2 separate regions of the Mus musculus genome follow, and region 1 is linked to region 2. The links are chromatin contacts, called in public promoter capture Hi-C maps. All regions are on one chromosome and are shown on one strand. The core of a region is the stretch at or near the end of the contact, and the rest is flanking DNA. Distances in the headings are between cores, read along the strand shown.

What was found. Capture Hi-C pulls out chosen DNA fragments and counts their contacts.
Region 1: a contact with region 2 is called in a promoter capture Hi-C map of liver, with 3 times the contacts expected there. The contact joins the promoter of Prpf40b here to the promoter of Wnt10b in region 2. A contact is called at or near these places in 1 of 39 promoter capture datasets (liver) and 2 of 9 other capture datasets (adipose tissue and liver).

Annotation. Positions count from the first base shown.
Region 1 is chr15:99,290,702-99,297,465 of GRCm38.p6, reverse strand. Prpf40b (pre-mRNA processing factor 40B) reads right to left here and starts at 2,228. Exons shown (of 26, transcript NM_001370635.1): 1 at 2,038-2,228. It also overlaps a transcript of Fam186b not described here.
Region 2 is chr15:98,776,300-98,783,580 of GRCm38.p6, reverse strand. Wnt10b (wingless-type MMTV integration site family, member 10B) reads left to right here and starts at 5,431. Exons shown (of 5, transcript NM_011718.2): 1 at 5,431-5,723; 2 at 6,578-6,691; 3 at 6,801-7,063. The coding sequence starts at 6,618.

The DNA of each region.
Region 1 (6,764 bases), core at 979-3,478, 520 kb before region 2:
AATACTCATATGGGAAAAGTTACATGATAGAAAGCTAACTGTATGGAGACTTCTGGACAGAATTCAAACCCTGGCCCATTTTACTCAGTTACCCAGGGAAGACAGAGGGATGGGATGAATGGAAATGACCATGGACCTTTTAGAGTCTTCCCTCCCTCCCCCTGTGCTGTCCTTTCTTTTCTGCTCCTCTCACCTGCTGCAATACCAATACAACTTTGGGACGGTAACACTTCTGAGTGGACTCTGAAGTGACCAGTGCAAAAGGACAGTAGAAAGAAAGCTAAAGACAAGCAGATTTGTCAGTCTTCCCCGGAACAGAACACACATTGTAGGGCAGGGGAGAGTCAATACTGAGACTATTGGCCATCTAGTCATCATATATTCAGGGAGACCAATGGAAGCATCCTGATACAAGATGTAATCAATTCTCAGCCTTCAGATCTAAGGGGTAGCTCAGAACTGAGCACTCAGAAGAACAGGGAAAAAGACAAAAATAGAGAGACAGGGAAGAGAACAGAGATCACGGCTAACAGTAATGTTTGCTGGGTGCATATTATGAGCCAGAGTCACACCACATGTCCATTTAATCCTCACAACCTTCTGAGAAAGTATCCCCATTTCATGGAGAAGCTGGGGTTCTAACAGGTTACTTCGTGGCTACAGTTCTCAGAGATTAAACGGCGGAGGCAGGTTTGGAATCCAAGCAGTCCGACCCCATAAAGCTGCCTCCCAGAAAGAAGGATGGCACAGATGACATTTCTTAGCCTCATTTTTTTTAATCCCAATCCTGAGATTCTGAGACAACCAGGTGATCCTAGGTAGGCCTGGACTGACTTATTCACCAAAGGAACTGTAAGAAAATGAAGGCTAAGAGGCATATTTCTCAAAGAGAGGCAGCCATCATCAAAAAGAAACGGGGTTGGCAGAGTAGTTCAGCACTACAGTTCTTGCCGGCATTAACAAGGCCCTAGGTTCAATGCAGAGCGCTGCAAAGAACAGCTGAGCTCTAGCACCCTGTTGTCTCCACTGACCTGCAGAGCCCAAATAGGTCCAGCCCCTCCCCCACCTACTTCCTAGCCTCTACTCTGGTGTGTAAGCCCTAGCATTTCTTCTGCTCCCCACAAAGAGCCTAGAGATCTTTCTAGAATACAACATTTTGCTTCTGATCCTCCATCACCTCTTCACTCTCCCGAAGAAACAGAATGTTGTTACTTCTGGTTCTCATCGTTTTTGAACTTCCAGGGTTCAACTTCCTCTATTTATAGAGTTCTCCCATTTCTCCAACGGGATTCCCAAGGCCCAGGCCTGCCAGGACCCAGCCTTGCAAGCTTTAAATCTCTTATCCGTAAATCCCGAGAAATTTTCCCCAGTCAAGCTGAAGGTCTCCACTCCAACATCCTCCTGCTTGACGCATCCTAGAACCCCTTCGCCTGAATTCCCTCCTCAAATCCCGCCCCCTTCTGCAACGGATGGAGAGTCCGTTTATCATACTGCCCATTTTCCTTTTTAAAAGTCAATGGGAAATTCAAGGCCCAGAGAAAGGTAGTGACTTGCCCAAGGTCACACAGAGTTACCACAGTCTGTCTGAAGGCAGAGCCAGGGTTGGGACCCAGGGGCCTCTGCTCCTCCGTTTCTTGGACTACTCCGGTTCTGAGGTGGAAACCAGGAGCATCTCTTTCCTCAGAAGTCCCTCCTAACCTCGGGAGACAGGTTTTGAGAACGGATGGGTAAGGAAGGGTGTCCCCTAAGGTCCAAAGGGGCACCTGGGGCTTCCAAAAGGCACAAGCCTGGGTCTGGGGGAGGGGCACGGGCCACGCCAAATAGCCTAGGATTGGCAACTGGTTTCCATCGCCTGCCCTCCCTTCGCCCCCGACCTTTCTCCACAGACCCACCGTTCACTTCATCCCTTCCTCCTCCTCACACAGCGCCTAGGCTCTCCGTCCCCTCAGCCCCCGGTCGCACCCGCCCCCCCGCCCCCCGCCATGCACCATAATGGCCTCCCCGCCCCTTCTACCCTCACTCCCCGCCCCCACCTACCTACAGGGCTTCTTTTCCTCACCCCTCGGTCCCCTCGCCCTCCCTCAGGGTCCCGGGTGCCCCGGCGGCCCTCCCGCCTCCCCGGCTCGAGCCCGGGCCGCAGGGGGCGCTGTGAGACAGCCCCGGGCCTCTCCACCCCCGCGCGGGGACGTTACCATGCCAGAGCCTCAGAGCAGCTGGGCCGGCTCGGCCCACTCGCCAGTAAAAACAGCTCTGATTGGCCGGGCTTCGGCCGGGAGGGCGGGGCCAGTGGGGGGGTCGCACCCCTTCGTGGCCGGGGCTCCGGTTGCTCTCGCCGAGGAGCGGAGCCCCCAACCGGCCCGGTGTGCCCGGCCCGGCTCCGCCCCCGGCCCGGAGCGCCAGGCCCCGCCCCCACGTGCGCAGAATCCTGGGACCGCCCCCTGGGGCGGGGCGCGCCTGGGCCCACCCCCGGGGGCGGAGCGCGCCTGGGCGGGCCTGGGACTGACCGCGCGCTGGCTGCGCAGGGCGGCGTGGCTCTCCCGGCTCACAGCCCCCTTCTTGCCCGCGACTCCGCGGCCACCACCCAGACCGGACCGAGCCATTAATTTCTCCCGCGCAGAGGGCACTACAGCGGTTCACAGAGCGGCTCTTTTCCCTGCGTATTTTCTTTAGTTTTAATTTTTTGTTGTTGTTGGTTTTTTTCGAGACATGGTTTCTCTGTGTAGCCCTGGCTGTCCTGGAACTCACCAGGCTGGCCTCGAACTCAGAAATCCGCCTGCCTCTGCCTCCCGAGTGCTGGGATTAAAGGCGTGCGCTACCACGCCCGGCTTTAGTTTTAATTTCTTAATTCAAGAACTATTAATTAAACTCCTGTGCCAGCAGCCGTATGTGTCGGGCAAAGCCGACAAATCCCCTAAATGAGTGCGTACGTGCCTCTCGCTTAGCGCTGGGTTACTTTCAGAATCTGCCTCTGTAACATCTACAGTGAGAGATAAACGTTCAGTTATGTAGATAAGGGAACTCGAAGCTACTTAATGGGCATGCATGCTCAAGTTCTTGGGCTAGTACAGCTGGCCCTGGTTGGAGGCATTGCACCTCTTTACCCCTCCAAAGCCGGGGTAAAGACCAAGACGTTGCCTGTTTCCTTCTGTAGGTTTCTGAACCTGACTCAGGAAAACACCTCTTTATGTCTATAGACAATTTGGCTTTATCAATAGTTGTATTAAAAGTTCTTATATTCATTCTTCAAGCCAGCACTGAGTTGTAGAGGCAGACAGATCCCTGGGGCTCAGCGGCTAGCCGAACTAGCCTACATTGTGTTTTCTGACTAGTGAGAGACCTGATCTTTAAAATGATGTCCCAGGACGTCATGAAAAGCCGGACATGAGGGGAAGAAACCCTTTCCCCTGAGATCTAATTTGTCTTTCTTGAAGTGATCTCAAATAACAAATCCATGATGCACTTTAAATCTAATGTATGTCAGGTGGTAGTGGGTGTACCCCTTTAATCGAGCATTTGGAAAGCAGAAGCAGGCAAATCTCTGAGTTCGAGGCCAACTTGGTCTATACAGCAAGTTCGAGGACAGCCAGGAATACACAGGGAAATGTGTAGCCCAAAGAAGCCCTGTATCAAAACAAAACAAAACAAAACAAAACAACAAAAACAAAATAAAACCAAAACCGAGCTTAAAAAAAAATCTAAAGTCTCTTCTTTCCCTTATGTTTTCTTGCTTTTATTTTATTTATTTATCGGGGGGCGGAGGGGGACACATGTGTGCTCACTGCACCCATGTGGGAACCAGAGGACAACTTTCTGGGGTCACTTCTCTCTTTCCACAATTTGGGTCCTGGGGATTTAATCAGGTTATCAGGACTGATGGCAATTGTCTTTACCCACTGAGTCATCTCTCCAGCCTCTCCTTTAAAAAGCACTTTGTGAGCCGGGCAGGGGTGGCACACGCTTTTAATCCCAGCACTTGGGAGGAAGAGGCAGGTGGATTTCTGAGTTCGAGGCCAGCTTGGTCTACAGAGTGAGTTCCAGGACAGCCAGGGCTACACAGAGAAACCCTGTCTGGGGGGGGGGGGGGGGGCACTTTGTGTGTGTGTGTGTGTGTGTGTGTGTGTGTGTGTGTGTGTGACCTGTGTTGTTACAAGTATGTGAAATACCAGTTCTCTCCTTTGACTATGCTTTCTGGTCCAGGAGATCAAAAATGGCTGTCTCCAGGGAGAAGATAAAGGAGGCAAGCTCTTGAGAGACCTGGCAGCAATCACCTTTAACTTCTGAGCCCTCTTTTTTATCTTAATAAACTCAATTTTTACTTCACTCTCATTCATCCTGATGTTTTTTCTGCACAGCATAGTTAAGCATCTGGTTTTACCTGAGTGGATCTACTTAAAACTTGGGCTATTGGCACATGCACACACACACACACACACACACACAGGCGGGGGCGGGGGGCGGGGCGGGGGGAGTGGGGAGTGGGGGGGGGGAGAGAGAGAGCACAAAAGCACGGTTTTGTTGTTGTTACTGTGTGGTTTAGGGGCTTTGGTTTTTTGAGGTAGGGTTTAGCTGTGTAGCCCAGATTGACTTGGAATTTAACACATTGCCTAGGCTGGCCTTGAATTCACACTCCTGCCTCTGCCTCCCAAGTGCTGGGATTACAGTATGAGCAGGCAACTGTTTTTAAAGGTCAAATGAATATAGAAAGCATTTCAGGACAAAGAGCAGAGCCTTGCTTGCCTCGTTGATCTTCTCCCTGGAGACAGCCATTTTTCACAACTAGTGGATTTTCTGTTGCTGTTGTTTTGGTTTCTTTGGTTTTGTTGTTGTTTTGTTTTTGGTTTTTGGTTTGTTTGTTTCTTCAGTGTATCCCTCTGTCAGCCTCATTGCTTCTCACTGGGTAAGGAATCCAAGGAGATATCCTGATCCACTGCTACTATTCCCTTACTGATCCTATTTTGATGGATACTCGAAGGGATGGGAGAACTGCCTTGCCGGTTTGTTTCCTGGACCATCTCCCGTTTCTCACTGGATTCCCTCATCCCTCCTCACAGAGACCTTGCAGATGATGTGGGCCTCCCCAAGCCTGAGGAATAACAAGGGCAGCTGTTTGCAGAGAAAGGCTCAGCATAGACCAGAGGTCACTGACCCTGTAGGTTCTCTCAAGGCAGGACACAGCCAAGAGCAGAAAGGAAAGAATGGAGCAGAGCCAGGTTCTGGGCACTGCCATTTTCGTCTGTGGAACTCTGGAGAGTCCCAAAACTTTAATTTAGAACCCGACCTTCCAGGTACATTTTTATGAAATTAAGTTTTAGAATGTATTTTACTTAACAGTTTGTTGGCTTACAGTGTTGAAATATTTAGTGTATGGTTATTGATTCTCAGTCCTGCCTCAGCCCCAGAAATAACGGGGGCAGATGTAAGGATTTAGCTCATTGCTCTTCCCTTCTCATAAGTTATACATCATTTATCATATCCGTCTGCAAAATCCATCCTGTAACACTTTCTGTTTGTCTAATCGTCAGTTCTGACCACACTGTGATTGCTCTGCAGAGCCGAGCCAAGTGCAAAGCTGAGGCATCTTATTTTCCCAGCGGACTTTCAGTATTCCCCAGGGATTTGTCACTATCTGCTTTTTATTGTGTTCATTTGCGCTGTGTTATTTGCATTTTAACTTTTTTTGTTAATTTATTTGTGTGCAAATGTTAGTGTGTGTGCTCCACAGGCAAGCTATGGAGCCCTTTCCCTTCTTCCACTGTGTGTGGAGTCCTGGGATCAAACTCAAGTCATCAGGTTTGGTGGCAAGTGCTTTTATTGCTAAGCCATTGAGGTGACCCTCATTTTTCTTCCTTCCTTCTTCCGTCTCCGTCTCCGTCTCCGTCTCCCTCTCTCTCTTTTTCTTTCTTTTTTTTCCTGAGACAGGGTTTCACTGTGTAGCCCTGGCTGTCCTGGAACTCACTCTGTAGTCCACCAGGCTGATCTCAAACTTACAGAGATCCTCCTGCCTCTGCCTCCCTAGTGCAGGGAGTAAAGGCATGTGGCACCCCAGCTGGCTTACCCGCCATTCTTGTGTGTGTGTGTGTGTGTGTGTGTGTGTGTGCGAGAGAGTGTGTGTGTTTTAACAAGTTAAGCTTATTGTTCTCACATATGCTCTGAATATCATTTTATAGCATCTTAACCTGTTGCAATAACCTATCTTGAAAAGAACTAGGTATTGAGTGATTGTGTTTTATTTAATTATTTTCTCCCCAAAATCTCTTTGCTCCATTTTATTACATTCATTTAGAGAGAGAGAGAGAGAGAGAGAGAGAGAGAAGTATTTTATACTCAAACCCAGAGCCTTGTGCATGTTATACAAATGCTCTACCACTGAGTCACATTCCCAGCTATAAAGTTTTAAAATGATATGTTTGTTTTCCTGGGGTTTTTTTTTTCCATTTATGCAGTGAAAACTAAAACCTTGAGACAGGGGGGTGGCTCAGCCTGTAAAGTGCTTGCCTTGGAAGTATGAAGACCCAACTGGTCCCCAGAACTAATGTAAAAAGTCAGACTTGGCGGGTCACCCTAACAGCTCCAATGCTTGGAGACCTTATCTCAAAAACCAAGATAGACGGCTGTCCAGAGGAATGCCATCTGTGGTTGACCTCTGACCTCCAGATGCTTGCATGACCGTGCGTACACCTGTCCGACATATCACACGCCTGGCTTCGCTGAGGCAGCTTCTTCACAGTGAAATGATGTCATAACACCAGTTGTCATAAAGCTGA
Region 2 (7,281 bases), core at 4,182-6,681:
CTCGAAAAACCAAAAAAAAAAAAAAGAGTTTGCCTTGGTAATGGTGTCTGTTCACAGCAGTAACACCCTGACTGAGACCTTTCACACATGTACCTTTCTTGATCTCTGGTGGTGGAATGCAATCTAAGACAGGGAAACCCTATTATCTATGAGTACCGCTGCTGAAGTGGGGACAGAGGGGAGAGAATGGCTGTCACCACGATGCACACTCAACAACCCCTCACACTAATAATAAATAAATTAAAAATGAAAATAAGATGAAAACTAAAAAATATATAGGGCAAAGAGAAATAGAGGAAGACACCCATCCCCACCTCTGGCCTTTGCATGTGCTCACACACGTATGTGTACATGCACACACACACGCACACACGCACACACACACAACTTACCTAGCATATGTGAGGTCCTAAGCTTTACCATAGGTATGGTAAAAATAAAGAGAAGATAAAGCCATGTTCACTGACGTGTATAGTCCTATCACTTGAGAAGCAGAGGTCAGAGTTCAATGTCATATTTAACTGCATATTGAGTTTGAAGCTAGCCTGGGTTACATGTGGCTCAAAACAACAACAACTGAAGAAAAAGAAGAAGAAGAAGAAGAAGAAGAAGAAGAAGAAGAAGAAGAAGAGGAGGAGGAGGAGGAGGAGGAGGAGGAGGAGGAGGAGGAGGAGGAGGAGGAAGAGGAGGAGGGGGGGAGGGGGAAGGGGAGGGGGAGGGGGAGGAAGAGGAAGGCTAGAGTACACCCAGTTTAAGCTGGCCACCTTGGCCTAGTCAAACTCACTTGGCAAACTATATGGCTTCATGCTTCCTATTATATTTATTTAATGTATATGGATGTGTGACCATGCACCACTTGTGTGTTTGCTGCCCATGGAGTCCAGAAGAGGATATTAGATCCCCTGGGACTGGAGTTACAGAGGGTTGTCATCACCATGTGGTGCTGGGAAGGAATCGAACCTTGGTCCTCTGGAAGAGCGGTCAGTGCTCTTAACCACTGAGCCATCTCTCCAGTTCTCTTGATTCCCAACTATGACTTTGGATATGAACTCTTGTTGTATACCTAACACTTAAATTCCTCAAAATTCACATGGCCACCACTGAATTCTTAATCTCTCCATTGCCTAGTTTGCTCTCTTTTTAGTCATTCTCACCTCAGTGAATGACAGCTCTGACCTTTATCTTCATGGCAAAAAAAAAAAAATCTTTGAATCAGGAGTAGCCTCTGCAGGCACCAGGCACCAGGCACACACACACACACACACACACACACACACATATATATGGACCTTAATTTTAAATTGTGTATCAACCTTGGCTTATCTGTTTCACACCTCATGTGAGGCTATCAGCAAACCCTGACTCTCAGTCTGTAAAGCACACATCTCCAGCTTCTCCCTTCTAGCCTACAGCCTTCTCTCCAACTGCAGTTCAAACTACCCTTTCTGAAAACAAAGCTGGGCTTGAGAGATGGCCCAGGAGTTAAGAGAATATACCCGGCCTTACAGAGGACCTGATTCAATTCCCTGCTCCCACTTCAGGTAGCTCACAACTGTCTGTAACTCCAGCACCTCTGGCCTCCAAACACAGAACCGAACACAAGCAATTTTAAAAGTAAACAAATAAAAATTAATTTCCCTGATCACATCTTTCCAATGATTCCTTATCTCACTCCAAACCCAAAATCTTGACAGTAACTAGCAGGCCTCTCCAGGTCTGACCCTGTTCCTTCTTAGGTCTTCAGGTTCACAACCAACCAAATCTTCCCTTGTGAATTACTCCTTTATTGATCTTTCTGACCCTTCCAACATACCAAGCATGTTCCTTTGTCAAGGTCTATGGACATTTCTGTCTTTTGGAATGTTCCTCCTTTAGATATCTTGGGGTTTTGTTGTTGTTGTTTTGTTTTGAGGCAGTCATACTATATAGCCCAGGCTGGCCTGGAATTTACCATGTATACTAGGCTAGCCTTGTAGCCTGGAATTCCCTCAGCTCCACTTGTCTCTACCTTTCTTGTATTCAAACTAAAAGCAAGGCCCATGAACTGCCTGCCACTCCTAGCTCTGGCCTCAAATTATTTTTTAAAATTATTTATTAGATTTGTTTTTCTTTGTAGTTCAAATGTTTTGCCTGCTCGTATATATGCGCACCACACTCATACATATTGATTCCCAAGGAACCAAGGTTATGAATGGTTGTGAGCCACCTTGTGGGCGCTGGGGAATTGAACCTAAGTCTTCTACAAAAGCAACAAGAGCTCTTCGATGCTGATCTGTAGATCTGCTCTCCTGGAATTCTTGATCTCCCTCCCTCAACTTCCTTATTCTAGGTATATGGGACAGGGGGCGGCTCGCTGTCACTTTTGGCTACAGTTAACTAAAGAATTGAAGTAGAAACTCTGTAGCAAAACACAGGCCTTGGAATAGATCTAGGAGGGAGGCGGTGGGGGAGGGTGAAAGCTTTGCTTAGACGTTGGGATAGAGAGAGAGAGAGAGAGAGAGAGAGAGAGAGAGAACATTGGAGCAGAGCTCTGAGTTCTTGGGCAAGCCTTTGAAGCCCAGGCAGGCGCTACCCCCTCGGGCTGGGAGGGTGTAACCCATCCATCAACCTATAGTAGACAAGGGGGTAACATTCTGTCTTGGGTGAGTCAGAAGACTCCTTGGGGCTACTACTGAATGTGGGGGCTTCTCTGGAGTCCAGTAGTTCGTCTGCAACATCTCTGGCGCCTCTGGGTGGTGGCCTTCGGTGCTGCAGTGGAAGACCGGTGAGGTGGAGGGAGGCGTACAGCTGAGCTCACCGCCGCAGGCGCATCCATCCCTCCAGGGCCTATAATTTGGGTTCCCTGGGCTGGCCGCCCCTATCAGCGGCTTAGCAACAGATGAGTCACCCAAGACCCCAGCCAAGGCAAACATCAGGGGAGGGGGAGGAGGAGGAGATTCCCGAGTGTAGCCCGGCTTTAGCCACCGCCTCAGTTGCTTGATTTCCCCATCTCCAGAGGTCCCCACTCTTTTATTTGACACTCCCCGCCCTTCAGGGCCTCGTTGTTCTTCCCACAGTGTTTTGCTACACGTCCCCCCTCCCCATCCCCGCAAGGGCCGGAGGGGCCTTCCACTTTTCTCATCAAAAGGAAGATGGGCCAGGTTGCTCTCATTTCCTCCCTGCAGTGATGGCAGCCCCCCTTTTTTCCCCCTCTCATCTAGGTCTCAACCCTTGTCAAGGTCTCTCTGGTTCCTGCCCCTCCTCTTTCTTGGAGCTGGCTGCGTGCTTGGGGTATTAGGCAATGGGTGTGCACCCGCAGGCCTCTCCAGGCCCCGCCTGTCCCACCGCCCTCTAGCTGCCTGTGGGTCAGTGCTCAGGCCAGACGGTCGGCAAGAGGGCACCCTCGGCCAGCTCAGGCCACCCACTGCCTGCCTGTGGCCTCTTATCAAAGAGCAAGACTTCAGAGAGGTTAGAGAACAGCGGTATGAGTTCTTAGGTTTGGGACAGTTCAACTTGGGGAGCCCCCAGGCCACTAAGAAGTTGAACCTCTGGGCGCTATAATCTTCCTTAGCCCCTTCATCATCATCATCACCTTCGTCGTTATTATTATTATTGTCGTTGCCGCTGTCGTCGTCATCATCATCATCATCGGTTTTAGAGACAGGGTCTCTTTATATAGCCTGGCTGTCCCAGAACTCACTACATAGTAGACCAGGCTGGCCTTGAATTCAAGGAGATCCACCTGCCTCTGCCTCCCAAGTGTTGGGAGTAAAAGCATGGCGCGCGCGCGCGCGCACACACACACACACACACACACACACACACACACAGCTCTACCTGCCCCAGCTTGCCCTAGTCCCTTCTTGACATCTGACTGAATGATAGAACTAGGAGGTAAAGATAGCATTAGGGACAAATAGGAACAAGACAAAATCCAACGTGTGAATGGAACTGCAGCCACGGGAGAAACGTGAATATCCTCGAGATACTGATGAAGGATCTGCTAAATACCCTTCCAGGGCCTGGGTGAGTCCCAGGCTGACAGGCAGGAGAGAGGATGGGGCACTGGTGAGGATCCTGGGTTCTGGAGTAGGGTAGAAGTTACTGAGACAGTGCTGGCCCATCTCAGAAGTTATACATGGTTTGGCCTTCTTCCCCTAAATGGGAAGGAGCTCTTGGGCTGCCTTTTCCCTACTCCAGAGGTGGGGGACTCAGAAAGAGCACCTCCCGCTGTGGTCTAGCTTAGGGCTCCAGCACCCTCATCAAGGAAGCACTCAATAGTAACCCCAGATACCTAACTTCCTTTGTACTAGACACCTAGCCAGGGATGCCTCTTCAACACAAGGCAAGACTTGCAAGAATGTAGACCAGGGGCTGGTTGCCCAGCCTTGCTGCTAGCCACCACCAATGAAGAGGTGGTTGTGGCTGTGGGTACCAGCCCTGTGCTTCTGTTTCCTTGGGGGGTCGGCTCTGGATCTATGTGACTTGGGTGCGCAGGGCCAGTCATGCTGTGCTTGGGGCTGCGGTCTGGCAGGGGCGGGGGGGGGGGTGGTGGTGGTTGGGAAGCCTTGAGGCCCCTCTCTGGCAAAAATAGTCCGCAGTGGTTAGAGCTAGGAGGGTGAGTCAGGCGGGAGTGCGGTGGCGCCTAACCCCTTCACTGCCGCCAGAGCTCCGTAGTTTGTGCCTTTGCCTGGGCTCACCCAGGCCAGGTTCTCCCCCCCCCCCCCCCCCCCCCGCTATCCTGAAGTTGGGCTCACTTTGGGATCCTCTCAGGCCTCCCTCATCTCTTGTGCAGCAAACGCGCGAGCGTGGAGCATGCATTTGGGTTATCTCAAGCATTCATCCAGGAATTCCGGAGAGGAGACCCCTGAGATCTCGGATGCCTACCAGAAAAGGGGAGCATAGGGACTGACAGGAGGTCTTAGGAGCTACCCGAGCTTTTGACCAAGGCCAAATTCTGAGGCCAAACCTGAGCCCTCCCAAGGGGCAGGCGTAAGGCTCTGAGGTGGGCGGGAGCCAAGCCACACAGTGGCTCCTCACTTGCAGGCTCAGAGTGCCCTGGTGCGCACAGGCTCGTGGGCTCTTCAAGAGACCGTCAGTAACCCTAAGGTCGTCTAGATCCGTCCTCAGCGTGTCAAAGGAGCGCTTCAATCACCCACTCTCGGAGGCAAAGGAAAACGATGAAAGACCCTGTCATTGGGACCAGATCCTGGTCCCTTGGGGTCACCGCACTCTCCCTACAGCCTCGGGAGACCCCGGAGCAGGTGAGTGGAACTCCGACCACTTGCCCCTGGAGTGGGGCTAATCGTGATCCCGGCGTCCTGTGTGTGTGTGTGTGTGTGTGTACACGCTTGGGGGGGGAGCGGCTGCGTTCTCCTGGTCAAGTCAGGGGGTGGGGTGCGGGTGGGGTGGGGATGCCCCGGGCTCTGGGAGGGGCCGCAGTTCCGTCAGCTCGAGCAGAACCACCCGTGAGTTAGGTCGAGCAGAGCCAAAGCCCCCGGTGCTTCGTCGCGGGTTCGCTCGCTAGCTATCTGGATCACTCCCTCCCTTTTACCCTCCCTTCCTCCCGGCGGGCGGCCGCGGCGACGCCGGGGAAGCGGCAGAGAGGAGTGGCTGGGCGCTGGGAGAATGCTGCTCCGCCGAGGGGGCTGAACCCGACAGTTTCCCCACGGTTTAAGCCCCAAGAGCCGGGCCCGAGTGACTCAACCGCGAGCCTTGTGGATCCTGCACCTGAACCGCTGGAGGTAATGGGGCGGGAGAGAACAGGGAGGGCAGAGACTAGACAGGCACGCGGGCGGTCAGACAAGACAGACAGACAGACAGACAGACAGACAGACAGACAAGCGTCCCCCCTCAAGAGCACAGACAACGCTGAGAAAGCCAGATATAGAGATACCTACAGAATAAAGAAGTGCCTTCGGATTCAGAGGGCAATGAGGGGGTGGGGTAGAATTGGGGTCGGACCCTTGGGGACTAGATGGTGTCGCACTGCAGAGGGAGCGTGTAGTTAGAAAAGGGGCGGGGGTAGATGGGGAATCTGTGGCCTTGGCGCAGGGCACCTGGTTTCCCTCGGGGCCTTTGTAGCCCACTTTCCCCCTGGTGGGAGCCGAGGCCAGAGAGTGGTTCCAAGAGCCTGACCTCGGACCCTTCTAATCTAGCTTGCCTGGTATTGCCAGCACGAGGAGGCAACACCCCTCCAGGTGGTGGGGAACCCCCTTCTAATCCCTCCCTCTAACCCTGTAAGGGCGGGCAGATCAGTTGTGGGGCCCACAGAGAGGGAGCGGTTGGTGAGGAGGGATAGAGGGTCTGAGAGAACCGGTCTCAAATGGGTATGTGAGTGTCCCAGGACCCTGCGTCGTGTCTGGCTGGCTCGGACTCCAGGGGTGCTCCGGAGGGCCTCGGGCTGCTCAGACCCTTCCTCTTTGACAGGTTCCAGGACGCAGACACTGGAAGTCAAGGGGTGACTAGTATTGCACAGTTTGGGGAGGGGTGAGAAAAAGCTAGTGGGGCTTCATTGGTGGCTTAAGGAGCTGAAACAGAGCGTCCTTCGGTCCCAGGGAGCCAATCTAGTCCTCATCAAATGTCCCTGTCCCCGCAGGCGCTGACTGACTCGCCCACCGGAGCCTCCGGGCTTCGACATGCTGGAGGAGCCCCGGTCTCGGCCTCCGCCCTTAGGCCTCGCGGGTCTCCTGTTCTTGGCTTTGTTCAGTCGGTGAGCGTTTTTTTATCCAGTTCCAGGGGAGGGAAAGCACCGATCTGGGTTAGGGAGGATAGGGATGGGGCGTGCGACTAGACCCCAGACCCTTGTCGCTTGTCCCCAGGGCTCTAAGCAATGAGATTCTGGGCCTTAAACTTCCCGGTGAGCCGCCGCTGACGGCCAACACCGTGTGCTTGACCCTGTCCGGACTGAGTAAGCGACAGCTGGGGCTGTGCCTGCGCAGCCCCGACGTGACGGCGTCGGCGCTCCAGGGGCTGCACATCGCCGTTCACGAGTGTCAGCACCAGCTGCGCGACCAGCGCTGGAACTGCTCGGCACTGGAGGGCGGCGGCCGGCTGCCGCACCACAGCGCCATCCTCAAGCGCGGTGAGCCTGACGGGGCGGCTGTGTGTGCTGCTGCCCAGGCGCGGGGGGCAGGCCGAGGCGCGCGGAGGCGGGAAGGGACCGGCTCACGGCTTCGGGAGGGGCCTCTCCGGGAATTTCCCCAGGAGCTGCGCTCAGCTAGATCTGGTCACCGGCTGGGCCTCTGCCTGCCTGCCTGCCTTCCACCTGCGTCGCTGGCGAGGCAGCTGGGTCCCTGCTTC